2 separate regions of the Anas platyrhynchos genome follow, and region 2 is linked to region 1. The links are chromatin contacts, called in public Hi-C maps. All regions are on one chromosome and are shown on one strand. The core of a region is the stretch at or near the end of the contact, and the rest is flanking DNA. Distances in the headings are between cores, read along the strand shown.

Region 1 (4,047 bases), core at 509-3,008:
AGATAGAAATGGACTGGTTGTTTAATTCAGCTTGGTTTGAGATTTACTTTACCAGGCCACTACATTACCATTCTGTAGCAAAACATCAAAATCCATTAGGCGTGGGGTAATGTCTCCGGCTGATCTGTAGTAAACAAAGCCAGCTCTTCCAGAGATCCTCAGCGCTTCTGGGTGTAGGAGAGCTAACAAAGCCTCCTTTCCCCTGGCTTCATGTGCCTGGCTGTATGCAGGGAAACCAACGGGCCTGGCTATCTCTCTGCTGGCTGAGTGAATCTCGTACAGACGCTAATTAGCCCTGAGGCTAGGCCAGCTGCTAGGCCTGTCAGCGCCATCTTACCGCGCCCTGCCTGACTGGCTGAGCAAGCCAACCTGTGGCAGGTAGGCCGAACAAATGGCTTTGCAGGTGCCAAAAGTGGTGTAGGACTGCTGTTATTTCTTCATGTCTGCTTGGTAAATGTACTTTAGGACGTCTGTCAGACCCAAAAGCCTTCTCACGGAGGTTGAGGAGGGTGGAATGACCAGGTAGCTCATCGCCAAAGCACGATGGTTTAAGCACTTCCTTCTGGCCACAGCCTAATAGGCACTCCGGTTTTGTCTATTTTGGTGTTTTTTCAATGCATTTTGGATCTCCGTTTGAAGTAATGAGAGGACAGACTAGCATATGGGTCAGAAGGCTTCCAGATGAATTACAAGGATTAATATTGCTCACGTTTTAGAGGGTGGTCTCTTGAAACAAGAGAATTGCGACTTGCTTAAGGCCACATAATCTGACTCTGTGACTGGTTATCTGCACCCTTAAAGCTGCTCCATGTGCTAAGCAATCCAGAGGATGTACGTCAGTGGTGTATCTATACTTTGAACAGGAATTGTGTAAATAAGGAATCTCTTCTGCCTCTAACAACAACAGGTTGGGGCAGGCTAGCTTACCCTGTGAAATGTTACACAGCCAGAAGTAATTCTAATCAGTATTTTTATTGGCCTGGACTTGATGCTGACAGAATTAGATGTTGAGCTTTGGCACTTTGGACCTTTTTGCTTGATGTTTTTCCCTCAGAAGTTTCGCAAACATACTGTATGTTGTAACTGCATCGAGTGGAGTTTTGCAGTGTGAGCAATGAGAGCTAATTACGCTCATTAGGAGTGAAGCAGCTAATATAGCTGCATTTAATAACAAGTCAGCTCTGACCCTAGGGACAAGACTTTATTTCTTAGCAATTTTTACCTTGGCACAAGCAATGGGAAAAAAGCAAAGCACCTAACCCAGGCAGGAACTTTCAGCACAGGGCTGGAACACGGCCACGGGGAAACTCTGAGGCTATTCTGTCACCTTTTCTGAAAATCAATTTAAGAAAAAATTGTGTGATGCTATGTGGTGGTCAGGTCTGCCTTTTAAAGCCGTGTAACTAGACGTTTAAAAAAATAAGCCTATATTGTTTCCTAATGTAATGGAAGGAATGCATTTTGACTGGACATGAAAGCTTTGTTTCAAGGCTAAATCTGTAGGATGTGCCGACTTGCTGGTGAAAAAGTGCCCTGGGCTGGTTGGTTTATTTAACTTTCTTCCAGCAAGATAGCGTACTATGCTGTTGTCCTTCCACGGCAAGGGAAGAACCTAAAATAACAAAAGCTGTTACGACAGCTCCCGAAGGGTGGCTTTGTCAAGGTCATGGTTCCTATTTTCATTGGATTTTGTGCAAATAGAGATAGGTATGCTAGGTACTTGGCCAAATATTTTATTTATAAGATGACGAGTCCCCCCAGAAGTGTAAAATCAAACAAAAATGCAACTCCTGCCCCTGGTTATACAAATACAGCCAGCTAATGTATGTTGTGGTTAGCCTGGGACCGTGACTGGTTGGTGTATGCAAAGCTCTGGGCTTAGCTGACGGATGTGGTTGCTCTTTCTTAGCTGGCACACCAAAGGCTCTGAGGGACACGGGGACTGAAGCTTTGCATCTGCAGGTGCTTCTGCTTGATCATTCTTCAGTACCTAATTTTTATGGAGTTTTGCTGGAAACTTAGAAATGCTGACCAGCTATTTCTGCCCTGTGTTCGGAGCAGCAGAAGGTGGTAAAGATAAGGGTGTGCATATTTTTGAGGAGTGAGGGGAGTTTATAGAAGGTTATTAAATGTGTGGATGCCATGCTTGACTCCAGGCTTCTAAGATGCTGATGGCTTGAGCCTTGGAGAGCACTGAGAAGTGGTTTCTCTCCTTGATCTGCTTGTGTGCTTGCATGGGCATCTGCATTTAGCCACTTCTGGGGAGGAACACAAACCTGGATGCTGAGCTAGCTGGAGAGTTAGCCTGACCTAGTACTGCTGCTTGTATGGGGCCTTTATGTCCTTCTTAGTTATAGATGAGGTGCTGGGCAAAATAGCAGGATTATCAAATGGAATGAATTAATAAGGCCACACTAAATTAAAAAGGGGTTGCCTGTAAAAGCAAAACTAGCCATTCAACCAAAACCTGCTTATTTATTTCAGTGGAAGGTGGTCTGTGCTGGTGTGAACTGTGCTAGTGGTTCTGTTGTTTGTGGAGACAATCAAGAAGATTATACAGGGACGAGCTTTAGGAAATATTCTCCACTGGCAGAAATGATGCCCAGGAATCCATTAAATGTAGTCATTCTGGTTAGCAATACGGAGTGTAATAGAAAATATATATTGAATTCCATGGAGAAGTTCAGAAACCAAAAGAAAATCCATGTGGTGTAGAAGAACTAAAGCCTGTGCATGTCTGTATGTGTGTGTTTATAAGTTTGTGTGTGTATATATATAAATAAATAAAGCACCTTTTGGTATACATATGTAGACTCGTGTGTGTATATATATATTTACAGGTTAAAAAAAAAGCTTTTTTTGACGTTACTCAACACCAAAAAAGATTGGACAAGAAGTAATGCTATAGGGCAATGCATTTTCTTTGCTAATAAGAGAGACCTTTGCATTTTTTTTTAAGCAAACTTAAACGGAAATTCTCTTTATCTGCATGTTCTGCAGAGTACCATTGGTAGAGGCAGATTAGTATTTTTTTAATATATTATAAAATGTGTGTATATATATGGAATGTTACATTTAATGTATAATACATTAAAACATAAACTTCATTACTTAATATTTTTGTTTTTAAAAGGATTGAATTCAATGGGGAAAATAAATATGACTATTTTTAGTTGTCTGTGAAGTTCAAAATAGCAATTAAAATATAATATGGCAGACTTGTACAGCAAAAAACCTTTCTAATGGGATATCTAGTTTTGTTTGCTTATAATCTATTTTCTGGTGTATGAGGGCGTTGGTGGTGGTTTTCTTTTCTTTTGGTTGTTTTTGTTTTTAAACTTTAAAGCTGAAGTTAGACATATCAGACAATCTGTTCTGCTTTCTGCTATTTCATTACTGCAGTGTCTCAGACATGCCTGATTTCGTTGCATCTGTTGATAGATAAGCAAGGTCATTTTGACAGAGATCCTGTGAATTAGTCCTAGACAAATTCTAAATTCATGTCTTTGTGTCTAATATTTATATATAGTACAATGTGCATTACAGGTCACTGTGTCTTAGTTATTAGTATAACCATATTGCAACTTGTTTTTAGTAATTCTTGTCCAATGTGAATTACTTCTGTAATTCTGCTCATGAGAATGTTATTTACCTAGTAGCAGGTATAGGTAGAAGAATAACACTGATTTTTTTTTTTTTTAAGATCAACAGCTTTTGTACTGGAGGAGAAAATTTAATATTGAGTAATGTTGCATTCATGTACAGCATATGATTAATGTGGTAGTTGGGTAAAAGAACTTCATGTATTTGAGCTCTGCAAAACTTTACTCATTTTTCTGATCTTTTCTGTGGGGTGTTTTTGGTGAAACGGTCCGTTAGCTTGTTTTCTGGTTCCTTAACATCAGGACAGCATACAGGAAGGGTACTCCTGGATGTTTTTGAAGCATTTTCACATCTGGTTTGAATCCTTTCAAGTATACCTGAACACGCACAGGAGTTGAGATGCTCAGCAAGTTGCACCATAAACCTGCAGGAGAAACAGGACTG
Region 2 (4,047 bases), core at 977-3,476, 47 kb before region 1:
ATTTCATGAAACTCTCAGTAACACCACCTCCATGGATTTATATAGATGCACCAGAATCGTTCCTTGTGACTAGACTATGATTCAGAATTAGCTATCAGCCTTCTCTAAAGCAGCCCTTCTGCAGTTTCATGTGAGAATGTTTAGGTTAAGATTTCCAAAGATTTGTGCGTAGGTATATGTCTACTTATTAAAGCAGGTACAATGAGCTTAGTCTTTATATGCATATATTCATATGTATAGGCTAATGCAGACTGAGTCTAGTGGTACTGCACTCCCCTAAAGTTACTCACATGTATATACATTTGCAGGCTCAGATTTAATGAACTGATTCAGAATTAATTGGGAAAAGGTGGAGGTTATTTTTTTTTTCTCTTTCTGAAAGCAGCTCTCTTTCCTTTACTACAAAAACATCATGCAATTTCTTCTGAAGCTGCAGATGCTACCACAATTGTAATTGCCTGTCACGCGGTGAAGAAATCTAATTAAAACCACTTATTTGTACCTATTAACCAGTCTCTTTAAACGCAGACAAAAGACCGTACCAGAAGCTAAAACATAAGTGCAGAGTGTGGTCTTCAATTCAGTAAGAGAAACACCGGATGTTTTCAGATAATTACACTTACCTCCATTTTCCAGTTACTACCAATTAGCATTAACTGTGAACTTAAATGGGTATGCAAATCACTCCACCTCAATGCTATTCCAGACTGGTTCAGGCTGTTGGCATGATATGGGACAAGGCATTTCATCTTTCACATACTTAAAATGAAATTCTCACTACAGGTTATAGCATAGCTTACAGATAAAGTACACAATAATTGTAAAAAAGAATGTTTAATAAAGTGCAAGGAATAACCAGGTTTCTCTCGAGAGTCAAGATTCTTAAGCATTTATAGATAAGGGCAGTATGTTCCTTTGTAAGCTCCTTCTCTACATCATTTAGAACAACAAAGGTAAAAGCTGATTTTACAAGAATAAACGTGAACACTAACACAACAGAAAACTCTGATATAAAAGCAGGGCAGAGTACTAAACCAGAAACATTTAATAAATACCCTGCTGCACGAGATCATCTGGCAGAGGTTGCTGCATGTCCTCGCATCAAGTCACTGAAGACTTCTCTTTGTTTCACATTATAGAGCATTCACTGGGCAGGAGGAAGGGCTGTGCTACACACACGTTTGTTACTGCTGGTGTGATTCTGTAGGGAAACTACTGCTAGCCTGAACCTACTGGAAAGGCACTTGGGATTGTAGTGTTTCAGGTTTCTGTATGTAAGAAGCAGGCCCTTAATAAACCACAAACTGTGGCTTATAGGTAGACATATATAGGCTTATGGTAGACAGCCCTCCTTAAGTCAATGGGTGGTTGTAGGTCCATTTTTGGATTTTTTTGAGAACTCTTTAGGATACTGTGAACTGGAGCAGGTCTTCTGTGAGGAGAGGCTAAGAGAGCTGGGACTGCTCCCCGCCTGGAGAAGAGGAGGCTCAGGGGTCTGGCATCAGGGTCTGTAAATACTTGAAGGGGGGCTGCAAAGATGGAGCCAGGCTCTGCCCAGTGGTGCCCAGTGCCAGGACAAGAGGCAGTGGGCAGAAACTGGAGCAGAGGAGGTTTCATTTGAACACCAGGAGCCCTCCTGTGCTGTGTGGGCTGCCCAGCGAGGCGGTGGGGTCTCCTCCTTAGGGACCTTCAGCACCACCTGGCCGTGGTGCTGGGCACCCTGCTCTGGGTGGCCCTGCTGGACCAGGGGCTGGGCCGGGGGCCTCGGGAGGTCCCTGCCCACCTGAAGCCCTCTCTGGACACGGGAAGCCGGACGGGGGCTGTCCCCGGGGGCTGTCACCCCAGACCTGCCGCCCTGAGGCAGCCTCCCCGGCCCTGCGCGCTACCTGCGCGCAGCCCCACCTCACCGTCCCGCAGCCAAGGCGGGGCCGCCCTGCGCTTCGCTTCCCCTCACCTCACCCACCCCATCCCCAAACCACCCCCATCCCAAACCCACCCCCATTATCCCCAAACCCCATCCCCACCGCCCCCTCCCCGGAGCCACCACCCGCACACCCCCCTCCCCTCACCCCCACCACCGCCCCTCCCGCCTCCATCTCCCCCCTCCCCACAGCCCCCTCCCGCCCAGCCGCTCGGCCCCTCCCACACCCTTCGGATACGCCTCGCGATTGGTCCGACCCTCCCGTCACTCCGCGACGGCCGCGCTCTGCGATTGGCCGGCGGCGCCGTCAGTCTGCGGCGGGGGCCGCGCTCGGCCCCTTGTTGTCAGGGCTCCGTGCGGGGCCGCGGCCGCCGTTGTTGCCGTTAGCGGCGGGTGAGGGCAGCGCCGCCTCCGGCCTCAGCCCACGGGGGAGCGGGGCGCCGCCGCCGCACCATGGCCACCAGCACCACGGGCTCCACGCTGCTGCAGCCCCTCAGCAACGCCGTGCGCCTGCCCGTCGACCAGGTGAGGCTGAGGGGAGCGCCCAGCCATCCGCTGATGCATTTGGGGGGGGGGGGGGGCACGCACCGAGCCCGGAGCCCTCTCATCGCCTCACACCCCCCCCAATCAGCCTCCTGTGAGGTGAAAGGGGGCGACCAGGATCCTAGAGTCGGTTTTTGGGGTGTGGGGGGTGTGGGGTGAGCCCCCCCGGCAGCCACAGCCTGTGGTGGCTGGGTATTGTGTGGTAGGAGGGGTCCTGGGGGTGCTTGGTGGGGCTGGGGAATTAATTTTATTTTATTTTATTTTTGTGTGGAGGTTTTGTATTTTTTTTTGCTTTTGGGGGGGATTGGGGTGGTGTGGGGTGGTTGTGGGGGGAACGGTGCCCTATAGGGGCTTATATAGGGGCTTATAGGGGATGTATATTTATAGGGGCTTATAAAGGTGTGAGGGGTTTGGAAGTGGCTCCTCGCTTACAGCACCGAGGAACTTCCTATGGGGAATTCTTGGGGGAAAAAATAATCGGTGGTAACGTGTGAATGAATGGAGCAGGTCAGGAGGTGCCCTCACGTAGAGGGAGGTGGTGGTTCCTCTCTGTAAAACGAGTGGAAAAAAGCAATGGGATGCCAAACACAGAGCGAGGAGCGCGTTTAGTGACTTTTGGAAGTGCCCAAACTACGTGCTTTTTCTCGTTTTCCTTCCTTTTGTTCAAACGGAGGTGAGGCAACCTGAGGTTAAATACACCTACGGAAATATCTCTTCTAGAAACCTGCCAAAAGCCGGTGGATTTGAGCCGGGCTGGTGGGGTGGATGTGGTGCGCAAGTTGCGGTGCTGCCCGCATCCTGGGCTGGTGGTGCCACATGGCTCCGTGCCTCCGACCTGTGGAGTCCTTCCAGGCAGGTGCCACACACAGATTGCCATTAAATGGGCACTTCCTCAGGGTACCGTAAAAGAAATAATAAGAGGTGACCCTCTCTTCGTGGCGTGATGCTGGTGTCGTGTAATTATCTATTCATAACAGCAGCCATAAATTTAATGGCTTCGTGACGTGGTGCTGCTTCTACCCAATTTATTTTAAGTCCTGCTGATATGGCATTTTGATGGTAATGAAGTTACTTTTTATCAAAGCCTGGAAAACTTCCCTGTATTGAATGTGTTGCAACAGATGCCCCTGGAAAGGCAAGATGGTTTTGTAAAGCGCTGTGCTTGAAGCTCTGAAGCTTTGGGGGATAATCACAATGGAGGGTGGCTAACCACAGGGTTTAAAAGACTTTCTGATAAGCGGCTAAAAATATACATGTTTTGTTTTTTCCACATCAGTGGACCATAGAAAATGCAGGCCCAGGTGTGTGTGAAGAACCTTGTGACTGAAGCATGAATTGAAGGGTTATAGGATTATGCAGCACTAAGGAGAATGCACCTTTAAGTGATCACAACAAGCGAAAAACCCAACACTCAAAGTCAGATTTCTGTAACCTCTCAGCTTAAGAGTCTGTCTTGATCGTAAGCTTGTAATACAGGAAGAATGTGAAATGTGTTCAGTGTAATCAAATCAAACGTGGGGGAGAATGAGGGCAGAGAAGAGAAAGTGCTGATACTCTGTGTGTGTGCTCAAGGGTTATGTGTG

What was found. Hi-C and Micro-C count contacts between places; a contact is called where the count stands out from the background.
Region 2: a contact with region 1 is called in a Hi-C map of F5 follicle, with 2.1 times the contacts expected there. The contact joins the promoter of MBOAT2 here to the enhancer-like site in region 1. A contact is called at or near these places in 4 of 8 Hi-C or Micro-C datasets (F5 follicle, liver, skeletal muscle and 1 more).

The regions. Positions count from the first base shown.
Region 1 is chr3:104,680,257-104,684,303 of IASCAAS_PekinDuck_T2T, reverse strand. The region is part of intron 3 of MBOAT2 (membrane bound glycerophospholipid O-acyltransferase 2); the gene reads left to right. Among named protein-coding and RNA genes, the nearest start is that of MBOAT2, 48 kb to the left of the region's middle. Within about 2 kb of position 1,758, at least 3 of the 8 cell types and tissues checked have an H3K27ac peak or open chromatin away from gene starts, as enhancers often do. A contact at or near this core is called in F5 follicle and small yellow follicle, where this site is marked.
Region 2 is chr3:104,728,002-104,732,048 of IASCAAS_PekinDuck_T2T, reverse strand. It overlaps MBOAT2 (membrane bound glycerophospholipid O-acyltransferase 2), which reads left to right and starts at 2,226. Exons shown (of 13, transcript XM_027455207.3): 1 at 2,226-2,446. The coding sequence starts at 2,375.